Linked DNA regions of Mus musculus: region 2 is linked to region 1. The links are chromatin contacts, called in public HiChIP or PLAC-seq maps. All regions are on one chromosome and are shown on one strand. The core of a region is the stretch at or near the end of the contact, and the rest is flanking DNA. Distances in the headings are between cores, read along the strand shown.

Region 1 (6,556 bases), core at 1,417-3,916:
GGAACAGGGAGTTTGCCACTCAAAACCTGTGCATTATTTTTCAGTGTGAGCAGAAGCTGCCTGGCAACTGACTGAGCTTTTAGGTGTCATTGGCATTGTGACTTCCCGCTCTTTGGTACTACCATAGAGTCACTCAAGATCCTTGCTGCTTTCATTTAACCAAGCACTCTTCTTAACATTTCAAGAGATTGTCTGTTCCCGTTGTATTAATGCAACAAGAGCTGTATGAACCTGGATTGTGACAACAGACGGGAGCATGTGAAGCAGGACCCAGTGCTGAGTTAGGTGCAAGGTGTCAAGAAAGGAAGTAGGGAAAGAATTGTCTGGCTCTCTGGCTGTGCAACTGAGGGGTTGTTGGTACCTACCAGCAGACTACAGAATTGCCAGAGACAACCAAGCACGGGACTCTAGAGAGGACGAAGTAAGAATGCTGTTGGATAGAGTACACCAGAGAAGCCTCGGAACCGTCTAAATAGGCTTGTACAGTACGGCTGAATACACTGGTTGCAAAAGCAGTTTAAACACTAGTGATTTTTGTGATTTTGTGTGTGACTAGTCGTCTTCTCGGGATTTTGCTTGGGAGCACAGCATGAAGTATTGCCTGCGAATGGGGATTTCATCTGAAGTGACCTTGGGGTTGTACATTGTCAATGATTTGGAAATGTTCACGTTACATAGCTCAGATCTCATTTCCTGGATCACTCCTGCAGGCTCACTACTACAAGCTGACTAAAGGGGATGTAAGGTTTTTTTTCCCTAAATAAATAATTGAGCAAACCAAAAGAATGTTGAACTTCATACCATACAGTAGTTTTCATTATCCTGTATTGTGTTTGCATAGATAATAAATAGGAAAAGAAGGCACACGTCAAGGAACATTTTTCCCCTCCTAATTATATTTTCAACTTGGCTCTATAGACAAAAGGCTGCGTGGTATGTACTCAGGCACGAGCACTATGCTTTGGACATGCACTTGAGAACACACAGGGCACAGTGTGTGCATGTGGCATCACCCACGGTGTGCATGCACAGGTATATACAGAAGTGGTGGCCTCTGCAAGTGGGAGTACCAAATATATGACTTACTCAGCAAAAAGGAAGGAATTTGTTGTTTGTAGGCCAAAGATGTTGATCTTTTCTCATTAATGTGAAAGAAGGCTATGCAGCTGTATTGTACAAAGGGATAATCATGAACCATACACAGCAATTCAATCGTTATTTAATTACAATTGAACAGCATTTAAAACTCAGTTTCTTCTTGTTGTGACCCCTAGTTCCAGATTCTACAGGCCAGTAGCTGGTACGTCCAGTCCTGGGCGCTGCCAGTGCATCTTTTCTACCATCACAGGAAGTCCACTAGAAAATCAAACCCATGCTACTTCCTGTTTTTACACAACCCAAGGTGCAAAGAATGAATTTTGGATTTTGAAATGATCAAAAACTGATCCAAAGAAGAATATTTTGGAGCCCATGAAATAGCTTGAAACAGAAAATTCAAGAAGTTTTCCTAAGCATCCGCATGCCCATTTCTTTATGTGTTGTCTGGGTTTGTATCTCCCGTACCAAACTGAACAATTGCTTCAGAGACAGGACAGCCTACATAGTCAAAATATTTTCTGTGTGGCTCCCCCTGGGGATAGTTTGCCAGCCCCTGAGCTAAAGGAAGGGAAACAGCAGCGTGACAAATAGTTTTAATAGACTATTCTGTGTAACTCAGGGAAATCAAATGAAAGAAGAGAGCCTTTCCAGAGCTATACTGATTTGCTTGCCGGGGGACATTTGCATTTTAGACTTTCCCAATGTGTGTCCCTGGCAATGTAGCCTTTCTCGTGCATCGTGAGGGCCCCCATGAGTCCCCATCTGTCTTTGTCTCTCTGTAATTCTTGTAGAATCTCTTCTCAACAGTTACTTTCTATTTATAGGTCACTGTCTTCTCTATTGTCCAAAGTCCAATTAAGTTCTCTCAAAGGTTTGGCAGGGGAATCTGCTGACCCCCCCTGACAGAGAGGCCAATTATCTTCTCAACCTTCTCTTAAGAAAAAGGTGGACACAGGGATGATTTGTTTGCATGGGAGCTGATCTAAGCTGGCATTATTCTATGGCCACTCTTACCGTTTCTCGAGGGTGACCCCACTAATTAGGACATGCTGTCCTTTATTGGGCCAAGCTTAAGTACAAGCCAGAAATTCATCGACTTATTTCTCACAAAAAGTTCTGTATGGCTTTTTGAGGATTTGTGCAGATTCAGGGTTGCAGCTTCTACACTGTGATGTTCATGAATATCACAGTGCCATGGTGACGCACCCTAAAGGACCCGACCCAGCTGATTAAATGGTATCAGTGAGTGAGAGAGGAAAAGACGAAACCTCTTTTTTTTTCCTCCTCACTTACAAGTCATATTTTGTTTGTTTTTTTTTTTTGTTTTGTTTTCGTATGCTTAGAAGTAGTTATTTAGGAAAAGATCTAGTATATGACTTTCTCCAGTAGTGATCCTCACTGCAGACTCGCCCAGACCTAAGAGAATTCACTTATGAGACAGAGAATCATTCTGCATTTTCAGAATGCCTTATTTTTTTAATCACAATGAACGCCAACTCATCACATGTGTGCTGATATATAAGCTTTGATGTCTGAAAGTCTTTGAAATGTATCCCAAAACTAAATGAGGCAGAAATAAGCTAACTCAGTAATGGTCAACGGTAGAATATCACAGTGAATCTGTGGATGTCTGCTGTTCATTTCCTTTAAATGCTACATATGCTTGAGAAATTTTCTCATAAAATATTGGAGAAAAAGCCTCTAGAAAGACACTTTATTTAATCTTTAAATTCCTCAACGTTTCTCTGAAGCATTGTTGACTTCAAAGGAAAGCCTGAGATGCAGGTATTACTGCTCAAGATTTCTTGGGCTTGCATCAAATTCAGACTCAAATGCAAGTCTCAGCTCTGGCATATATGTGACTGTTAATGTCACCCTCCCTGTTTCATGCATTAGCCAGTAGAGGATCATTCACAGTCACACCCTGGTGCAAAGAAGACAGCTAAGAGCTTTGGCTTTGAGACCATAAAGTGGCCTCTAGCCTGGTCCTTTCTCACCTGCCTTTCTTATGCACCATCTGTCTTTCTGCATGGTTGGGTTCAGAGCATCTTTGTGCCACCAGGAAGACTTTGCTGCTGACCTAATGGAGATGAGTCTCCCACATTCCACCTTGAGATGGGACTGATTTCCCCATCCCATCCCCCAGCAGTATCTAGGGCCACATAGATGAATTTATTAGAAAGTATCATGAATCCAGACTGACTTTGATAAATGCTTCAGTTTTCTGTTTTGTTTTGTCTTGCTTTTTTTTTTTGTTTACCTATATCCTTGTAAATGTGTTTTTTAAATGCTAATATTCTCAGTTGTCTGTGACTTAGAACTGCTGGACTGAAAGAAAAAAAAGTGGAGGACACTAACAAGAAAACAGGCCAAGATTGACTGTGTTTATCCTCTATCCTCTAGAAGTAAGGGGGTTCCATTTCTGAATGAAGTTAAACCACATAGCTTAAAAAATCATGCAAAGTCCTGTAAGAACCTACTGAATACGTCTTCATGTATTAAGTATAGTAAAATGTGTGCCAAGGCTGGCGTCATTATGCACAGCCATTCACTTCCTGTCACTATCACAGAAGAATATCGATGGAACTTTTTAAAAAGTTCAGCTATGGTTCTGAAGCCCAGGAAGTCCTTGAGCAAAGGACAACATCTGAGATCTTGTGCTGCATGACAACATGGCACAGAGTGAAGACAAATAAGCAGATACAAAGAAAAGTGTGAGCAGGGTCTCATTCCAACAGCCCATTCTTGTAACTAACCCACCTGCACAATGACCAAGGTCCCTACCTTGGTAATCCAATCACTGTATTTAGCTCTACCTCCCAACCCTACCACAATGGAGATGACCTTCTGGAAACACCTGAAAACTAGAGCAGTATATCTTGACAGGGCTTATATTTTAGCCCAGATTTCCCATGGGTAACACAGGGAATGCCAGAATTCCCTAAGCTTCAGATACAGTTTCAGGAAACAAGGCTGTTCTTCATAGATGGAGCTCCAGAGAAAGTCAGTCTCCCCAGCTGCTCACGTTCACAGTAATGTACCAGGGATGCTATCATGCTATCATGGATCCACATCTCTGACTATTCAGTGATGGACAGTCACATCGGATATCAGCAATGAGCTCCCTCTTGCTAAATTCTTATTTCACACTCTTTGTGATCACCACACTTTTCTTTCTTATTGGATTATTCTGGCTGAGTTTACAGTGTCTCAGTGCTAGCAATGTGAAGTCAGGTCATTGTAAAACAGGAGGCTGTAAGACCTCAGGACATACCTCAGACATCGGTTAGAATATGGACAAGACACCAGCTTTATTTATTATTGTTGTTTACTTGGAAGGTAAGCTCTATTTTTAAGTGATCAACTAGCCACGTATTTTTTAAAAGATTTACTTATTTTTCTCTTGTGTGTGTGTGTGTGTGTGTGTGTATGTATGTGTGCCTGGTATCCACAGAAGAGAATGTTGGATCCCCTGGAATGAAAGCTATAAATGGCTATGAGCTGCTATGTGTGTGCTTGGAATTAAACCTGGGTCCTGTTCAAGAGCAACAAATGCTCTTAACTGCTGAGCCATCTCTCTAGCCCATCCCATTTTATTTTTTTTAAGTAATGGATTTTTAAAAAATAAATTTCATAAATGCTTTACATTTATTTTAACTGAAAGTGATTTTCATGATATCAAAAAATCTGTACCAGCTTTTGAACTAACTCACAAAATCTTCTCTGCCATTGGCATACAGATTTTTACTAAACACTCCATTGGCCAAAGGATGCTATCCACAAAGACTTAAGCCTCCACATCTATAGAAAAGAAATAATTACCAACCGTAATAAAACTTAGTGGTCTTAAATTTTCATTAGAACAGTTGTTTATACTTGCTCAGACAAAAGGGGAGCTTTCCAGCATATTTAATAAATTGTGTAACACTTGGTTCTAAAACTTGTCTGAGGTAATACATTAAAGAAATTAAATTTCATTTCATTTTGAAGTATCATAATGCCAGGGAAATTTTAAAATGTAGTCAGGGCTATAGAGGCTAACACCAGGAAAAGCAGACAGTGGTCCTGGATGGAGGTCCTTTTGCACTACCATGTGCTTGAAAGGGGACCTTGATGACCATTGACATGTTAAAAGCTCAACTGCAAAATATTTACTTTCCGTAGATGTGAGTACATGCTGGTTCTGACTCTGAGCAGATTATTAGAATCCCTGTCATAAGACTAAAAACCAAAAGCCTGACCCACAGATGACTCCCTGTCTAAAGGCAATGTTTGATCTTCTTTTCAGTGCACAGCCTTGAGATAAAGATCTTTATTATGATAATTAACTGCTTCCCTCTTTGCCAGGTGGATTAATCTGAGTATTTGAAGAACCCAAGAGGGTTAGTTAACTTGATGATAAAGATTCACTTCTATAGAAAGCACCTCACAGCTGCACACACTATTAAGGATCATTAAATAGCAAGAAGTTGAGTGGACATCACACCCCCACCAAAAAATCAAGGGAGTGGCTTTTTGCCAACTTTTTGCTGTTTTGTAAAACTCCCCACCCTTGTGATATCTGTCTCCTGATCCTCTCCACCCTTGTGATAGCCCTTTCCTTGTCTGAAGTAGCTGACTGCAGCCTTTGAAGATCTATGCTGTTTGAAGCACCATCTTGGGTCCCATCCTGATGTATGTGTGATGGTTTGCCACACACAAAGTGGAAGAGCCCATGTACATCATGGTAGCTATTAGCCTGCCCTACATGGCACTGATGAATCAAATCCATTTGTGGACTTCTGTCTTTCAAGACCACTCATTGCATATTTGCTGTGGAAAGGCTTCTGGCTGTTTATGCTTTGTAAATTGACTTGATCATCTTTCCATAAACATCTCACCAATCATGCCTCCTAGTACAAAAAATAGTCGAAAGCACATGCATCGCATTTAATATATGATTAATTAATATATGATTAATTAATATATGATTGATATGGACCAGTGAATCTTAGCTGAGCCATAAGAAACCTCAAAATTTTTCATAATTTAAGTCAATAACCAGGTGTTCTTATGTCAATAACCATGGCGACTCATTGAGGTATAGCTTCATCTATCTCTTTGAAAGCAGAAACAGTGTGAATGATTGAGCCCAACCTTTAACTATCTAGCCCAGATATTTCAAACCCTGGAATCTACAGACCTCTCATCGCCTGTGCTCAAACGCAGCAAATGGTCACTTCAGTCACAATCCAAACAAATCAGCACAGATTCAACAAATGGCAGAACAGATCCTAAAGCTTGATATGAAGAGCTGGAACGTGAGTGAGCCCTCTCCTCTATACATTATTTTTTCTACCTATTTTATGAAACAAGTTGCATCATCTGAGAGGAGGGAACTTCACCTGAGGAAATGCCTCCTAAGATTGGGCTGTGGGGCAAGCCCAATCTTTTCTTACTGATTGATGTGGGAGGGCTC
Region 2 (6,556 bases), core at 1,161-3,660, 250 kb after region 1:
TGAGATTGTTCCATAGTAAGTATCACATGGCTGCTATCAGTAAGACTGTGGTTGTCCTTAGAGAAGCATTGGTTGACAGTTTTTCAGTGTCATTTGGAATAGACTGTTTTTCATTGGTAAAACCATAGAGTGGGAAACTCAATATGTTTATCCGATGGATTAGGGTTAGAGGTGCAGGGGATTCATAATGTCTGTCACCATTAAGTTGGCTACCTGGGAAGCCATTCCTTTGCTTTTAATATTTTGTTAAATTCTTTTATCTAAAATGGTGGGGGTGGGGAAGACTAGGAAGAAATTGAGTTATTAGTGGTAATTTTTCTTTGAAGAAGTCAATTTGAGAAAGTCTTTAGCATCCCTCGGTAGACATGAACAAGCTGTATTTTTCTCATTCATTCAGCAGAGCAATAAGACTCCAGACAGGATCAGCTTTAGCTTCTGACTTGCGTTTCTGCTCCTGGTGTTTGAAAAGGTGAAGACTGCTCTGTTGGGTTTGTGCATCTGTTCTTCGAGAACAAGCAATGGGACTTGATTAGAATCATAAAATCGGACAGCGGAAAGAGATTTGTCTTTCCTCACGTCCAAGGCTTGTAGTGTAAGCTTCCAGGACACTAGCTATTAGCCTCTGCTGCCCTGTGCTCCCAGAATCTCCGACCAACATGCAACATTCTCACTTCAGAGTAAACAGGTTTTGCTTGCTTGATTCATTTTTGTGGTTCCTGCCATAGATTTGTGAAGTCCCTGCTTCTGAGGGCTTACCTGTCCCTCGCACACAGATTGTTTTTATGCACTGAGGCAGAGCTTCACGAAGAGCCTTCACCACTCAGCACTTGACCTGGTGTTCTGTGGAGGCCTCATTCTAAAACTCTCTCTGTAGGAGATGGTTCTTTTGCTTTCACCATTCTGTCAACTTATTGTTTACTGGAAACTCCCATAGCTGTAAATTTTTGTCTGAGTTTCAAATGCATCCTTTGTCTGCTGGAGATCTTGACCTTGAAGTCCTATGGGTACCTACAGGTCAGAATGCCTCAAACAGAAGCCCTCAACTTCACATCAAAGTCTTATCCCAGTTTCTAAACCTTTGTGCAACAAGTTGCTCATGTAGAGAATCTGCTGGCCCCCCACCCCTGGCCACATTGATAGCTTTGTCCATTCTTTTTGTTTTTTTTTTTGTTTGTTTGTTTGTTTTTTTCCTTGCATCTCGCTGCCCAAGTTTATGACTGTAGTGGTCTTCTTGTTGCTATGACAAAATGCACGACAAGTAACAATTTAAAGGAGTGAAGGTTTATTTTGGCTCGAAGTTTGGCAAGGTACAGTCCCTTCTGGCCTGGAAGGCATGAGCCGAGCTGGCGGGTATGGGGTAGCAGGAATGGGAGGTTGCACATTTTCATCCCTGCTGATAAGTAAGCGGAGAAAACCTTTGCCCAGAACATGGATAGTCATGCATGAGACCTGTTCCTCAGTGACCAGCTTCCTCCAGCTAGGTCCCACCTCCTAAGGGTGCTATGGCCTCCAAAATTGGCACCAACGGCTGGGGATCAAGGGTTTAAATCCTGGTACCTGTAGTAAACATTTTAGATCCAAACCACAACCATAACAGTATCCTTATTCTAAGCCCAGATTCTTCTAGCGGTATAGTCCACCCCCATCCCTCATCTGTCAATCATGTATATTCTCTTGGCTCCAGCAGGTATTCTTTACAATGGTGCTGGGTTGTTTTTGTTTGTTTGTTTGTTTGTTTTTGTGTGTGTTGTTGTTGTTTTTCCCCTTCCATGTAGGAGTTTACAGTTTTCAGAGAGACACACAAACAGCTACTTTATAACTTTACATCTTTGCCTATGACTTCATTCTTCATACCAGCTAAAGAAATCTGCACAAAAAAAGCCTTTGAGCATTATTTATATAAAAAAAAACCTCCTCCACAAATCCCCAGGGCTTTCACGATTAATTTCTGTTTCCCTAATTTGCCGAATGCAAGCCATCCTTGGTCTGAACTGTGCTGTGAAATTTTAACTCCTTTATTTGTATAACCTGTAGTAAGCATTATTAAACTCCAAGAAGCTAAATGCTGTGGCTGCTGTGTGCTTGTTGACTTTGAACTCCTCACCCTCCTCACCGCTCTTCAGAGACTCTGGATGAGGGCGGGGCTTTATCCCTCCCAGCCCGCTTAGATTCCAACCCCAGTGCGGGTGGGTGCTGCACCTCTGCCTCCATGTCAACTGCTCATGTTTTAGCTACAACATGACTTGTGCCCAGAATAAAATGGGTGCATGTCTGGGACTAAATGAGTGTGTCCTTAATGAGTGAGTGGTAATTGCCAACATTGCAAATTCTGCCTGTGGAGTACATTAGAGAAGAGGTGAGTGAGCGAGCCAAAGGAGCGTCACAGGTAAGAGCAGGAAGCCATCTACACACTTACAGGGGAATCCCTGGGTGCTGACAGATGGCCCAGTAACCATTTTGGAAAGGTGATCAGTCATCTGGAAATGCTGCGGTCATTATTTCTCTATCAGAAACTAATGTCATAATAGCAAACCACGCCCAAAGATGTTCCCCACGACACAGTCCATCTTTCATCTGTGCCTGGAGGACACTTGATCCTGTTGTCTTTTCTGTGTCATGAGCTCAGTTTTAATGTGTTTTGCTTGTTTTCTGTATAGTGTGGCAAGTTAGAGAAATTTCCCCATTTCAAACTTGCAGGGAATTCAGGGGGAAGTAATTTATTTAAAAGGATTATTTTATTTAGTTGGGCTCACTGTGATCTAAAATGCTTTGTACTTGCTTTTTGCATTGTATTTTATTTTCCAAAGGACCTGGGGATATATGACTGCCAAATAGAAATACACTTAATTAAAGGGGAATATTCCACTGGATATTATTTTTGAAAGAGTGTCTTTTTTTTTGTGCTCCAGAGTTGGGGGACTGACTGTGTTATTTACAGTAGTTTGAGTAACTCTGAAGAATGGCTTTTGAACTGTAACGCCGCCCACCATACATGTGGCATGGTAATGTTTAAGAGTTTTCTTCTCTGTTTCAATTCACATCTTTTTATTTAGCAAATCTCTTTTAGCTTTGTATTGAAAAAATGCTGCTGAGAATGTTAGTTATTAATTAGATCATTACTCAAGTTTCAATGGAGACAATATTTAGGGGGGGTTTTAGTTTAGTTATTGCAGCTGCTGAGAAAATATAGCAGCACTTGGGAATGAACGGAGTGTTTCCTTTTATTTAGAGCCTTTCGGACCCAGGATGCTCCTGCAGAATCAAGCGCCTGGCCTCATTCTGTCCGTTTTTCCATTCCCTTTGAAGGAATCAAAGTAACTGGCTATAGCTCCTCTCCGTCTGTCATGAGTAGCGTGCGGGATTTCTCCAGCCTCCCAGGGAAGAGGAGGAATTGGACTCACACAGATGACTTGGGTGTTAGTCCTCACCCTGAGGTGACTCGGTATAGCTGTGCTCTCAAACTGTTCAGTTACAGGCCATCCCTTGTTTTCTAAGTTTGGATTTAAACAGGAGAAACTCTCAGGGTTGTCCTAAAGATGGAAAACCAGGAGGAGTCTACTCCTTGACTGAGAGAGTTGCAGCAGTTGTCTGTTGAACCTTCTGTAAGTGTTCCTCTTTGTACCAAGCCAAGGTGTTCCAAAAGCTTTGTGGGAGAATGGACAACGTCAGTTACTTGGAAGGTACACTTTACTGTCTCAACAAGGTATTTGGTCTGAATATTTGAAAAGAAACTTATTTCTGCTAGAGGTCAGTGCAGCCTTTATACCCCAGAAACAATGAAATACCAAGAATACAGAGTCACTGCTTCCTACAGTCCTCTTGCCTTCCCACAGGTCAGAGACTCCTCAGAGAGGAAGACACAAACACACACACACACACACACACACACACACACACACACACACACACACCACAGGCATACAGAAAAAGACACAGAGATACACACACCTATGCACATATAGGCTCACAGACACAGACCGACAAACACACATGCTCTCCTACCCAGAGAGACACAGACAGACAGACAGTCAGTCACACTAACATACCCCCACACCCCACAGGTATGTACAGACAAGACAGACACATGCAGACAGTCAGATTGGCACACACATATATGGGCACATGGGCATAGAAAGATACACACATAGGCAGGCTCATAGGTATAAACACACACACACACACACACACACACACACACACACAGACACACACAGACAGATACTTAAACAGACAGATACACGCACAGACAGAAAGATAGGCAAGCAGACAGGCAGAAAGACAGACGCACGCATGCCTAAGCACTGACACGATAGACAGCAGGTATGAATACAAGAAACCATACTGGGGACATGGAGTAGTTTTGTTGTGGTATTTTAGAGTCATTACTTTGCAAAGTCATAATATTTAAGAGGCGTAACTTAAAGCTGTACTATTGTAATATTTTATAGTGTGATTTCCCAGGTTACTTTGAGACCTAGCTCAGAACCCAGTGTGCTTTAGATCTGTGCTATGTTCCTTGGGCCATAGGAATGCAACCTCGTTCTTTCTGTAATCCTGCAGGGTAGGCGTAATCATCGTTTGATACTAGAACACTGAGTGATTCAAACATTTATTCAAGGTCTTGTGATTGATTGACAGTACAGATAGGCTTTAAAATAAGCTTGTTCTGAGTGCACATTGCTGTATCTGTGCCTGTATGGATACAGAGGAAAGGTCACAGGAGGACGGAGATGAGAGGGTCTTATCAAGTCTTAGTCAAGGAGACAGGCGTCAGGAGAAGCCTAACTTGCCTGAACCTTGATCCTGGCCTTCAAGCCTCCATGACAGCGAGAAACGACTTACTAGCTATATTGGCTCTTTTTAAATGTATTTATAAGTGCTGGTTCCAGAGCACCTGTGACTTTGTACAGTTCCCTGTTTGGTTAGTATTCAGTGTCTCACTGCTGTGTGTGTACACACACACAGGCACACGCACACGCATGTGCACACTCTGCCCAATGCTCCCTCAGGCTGAGGTTGACTATGCCTGTTTCCCTGTTTCCTCATGAACCTTGCACAATATTTAATGCAAAGAAAGTGCTTTACATTTGCTTGCTGAGTAAGTTATGTAAAGGAGGGTGCTTGGCAATTTAGGAGAACAAAACGATGACATTAGTCTAGTAGTCTAATGTTAGAATATTAATTTTGGCCTTTGAGCATGAGCCCCTTGCTTCAGAAGGCTTGATTTACAGTGCGGTTAGATGCTTTCTTAACGTTTTGTGGGTGGAACTTAAAAAGTCCTGTCTTTCTTAACCTTCTTTTACTGTGTGAACTCCACATACTTCTTTGAGAAATTCCAGAATGGAAAGATAACCATATTAGATGGTCTTAAATCGTTTTCCCACAATTACTAACTCCAATCATTGCCTAGTTTATAATTTTATAAGTGACATATAATTGTGGGTAGTTTTTGAACAGTGTTTTGTGTTTTTCTCTAGAAAATATCTTAAGTTCTTTTTAGTAGCTGAAGGTTTCCATTTGCCAGATTTGGAGAATAAATTATCGTAAGGCTTGCACTAAGTACTGTGTACCAAATTATGTGACTTGGTACTCATCAGAGGAGCACATACAGCATAATAGAGCTGTTACGAATGTGGTATTTTATTTAATGACTTCTACGCAAATTACTGATGTAGAAATAAAATACTTGTGGAATTGATGTTATAAAATAGAGAACGTACCTGCTAAGCGATTTATATTCAGTATATTCTTAAATAGAAAGATTGACTATAAAGGTATCATAAATAGAAAGCATTATGCTATCGTGCTTTAAATTAAAAAGGAATCCATGGATATTTTGAGTAAGCTGGTAAAATATTGTAGTGCTAAATCACAGAGAATTTGATTGTGTAGGGATGATCTACTTTTATTTAAAGCACTCTATCCGGCGCCTGATTTAGCTACATCATAGAATGAAGTTAGATAGGACAAATAGTTTCTTCCAGCATAGGATTAAAATTTTGGTGATTCACTTGAGCAGCTATGGTTAATTGAATTTATTTGAACAAAGCATAAGCTGTGTGGTCTCTTTGGTCACAGTGAAGCTCCAGTTTTTGAGTGAGAATCATGCAGCAGCTAGCACACAGTAGGCTCTTTACATGTCCTAAAATCAATATATAAACTGAGGAGAGAGGCCACATGCTGTTCTTCCACATCTATCCTTAGTTCATTTCTTTTTTTTTTTTAAATCCTAGTTTGGATTTTTATGCATTCTGGTGTTTCTATAATTGGTATCTAAGCAATGCATTTTTTAACATTAATTATCAAGTTTTGTCTTAGTCTTAAGTTTTATGTAGTTATGTGAGGCAGCATAAATGGGCATCACCTACCTTGCTGACACCTACTTTCCTCAGTGGGAAGTATGTTGACCTTGACCGTGACTTTGGCATTGGGGATGGCTGATGATCTGAAAAGATGAAGCCCACTGGATTGTACATGGCCATTCCTGTCACATCTTCAATCACCCAGTAAGATAATGCAGAATGCTGCCAAAGCTCGAACACTTTGGATACGGATT

The links. HiChIP or PLAC-seq counts read pairs in DNA pulled down with a chosen protein or histone mark.
Region 2: a PDX1 HiChIP or PLAC-seq map of a beta-TC-6 cell line shows a contact between it and region 1, with 8 times the contacts expected there. The contact joins two enhancer-like sites. A contact is called at or near these places in 3 of 39 promoter capture datasets (the 3T3-L1 cell line, hippocampal neurons and neural stem cells), 16 of 484 Hi-C or Micro-C datasets (the C2C12 cell line, MC3T3-E1-derived osteoblasts, the N1E-115 cell line and 8 more), 11 of 115 datasets of contacts at active chromatin or transcription factors (a beta-TC-6 cell line, cardiomyocytes, craniofacial prominence and 8 more) and 1 of 9 other capture datasets (embryonic stem cells).

Annotation. Positions count from the first base shown.
Region 1 is chr2:135,417,500-135,424,055 of GRCm38.p6, forward strand. The region is part of intron 31 of Plcb1 (phospholipase C, beta 1); the gene reads left to right. Among named protein-coding and RNA genes, the nearest start is that of Gm31993, 120 kb to the right of the region's middle. Within about 2 kb of position 2,667, at least 2 of the 459 cell types and tissues checked have an H3K27ac peak or open chromatin away from gene starts, as enhancers often do.
Region 2 is chr2:135,670,506-135,677,061 of GRCm38.p6, forward strand. All of the region lies in intron 1 of Plcb4 (phospholipase C, beta 4), which reads left to right. Among named protein-coding and RNA genes, the nearest start is that of Plcb4, 14 kb to the left of the region's middle. Within about 2 kb of position 2,411, at least 6 of the 459 cell types and tissues checked have an H3K27ac peak or open chromatin away from gene starts, as enhancers often do.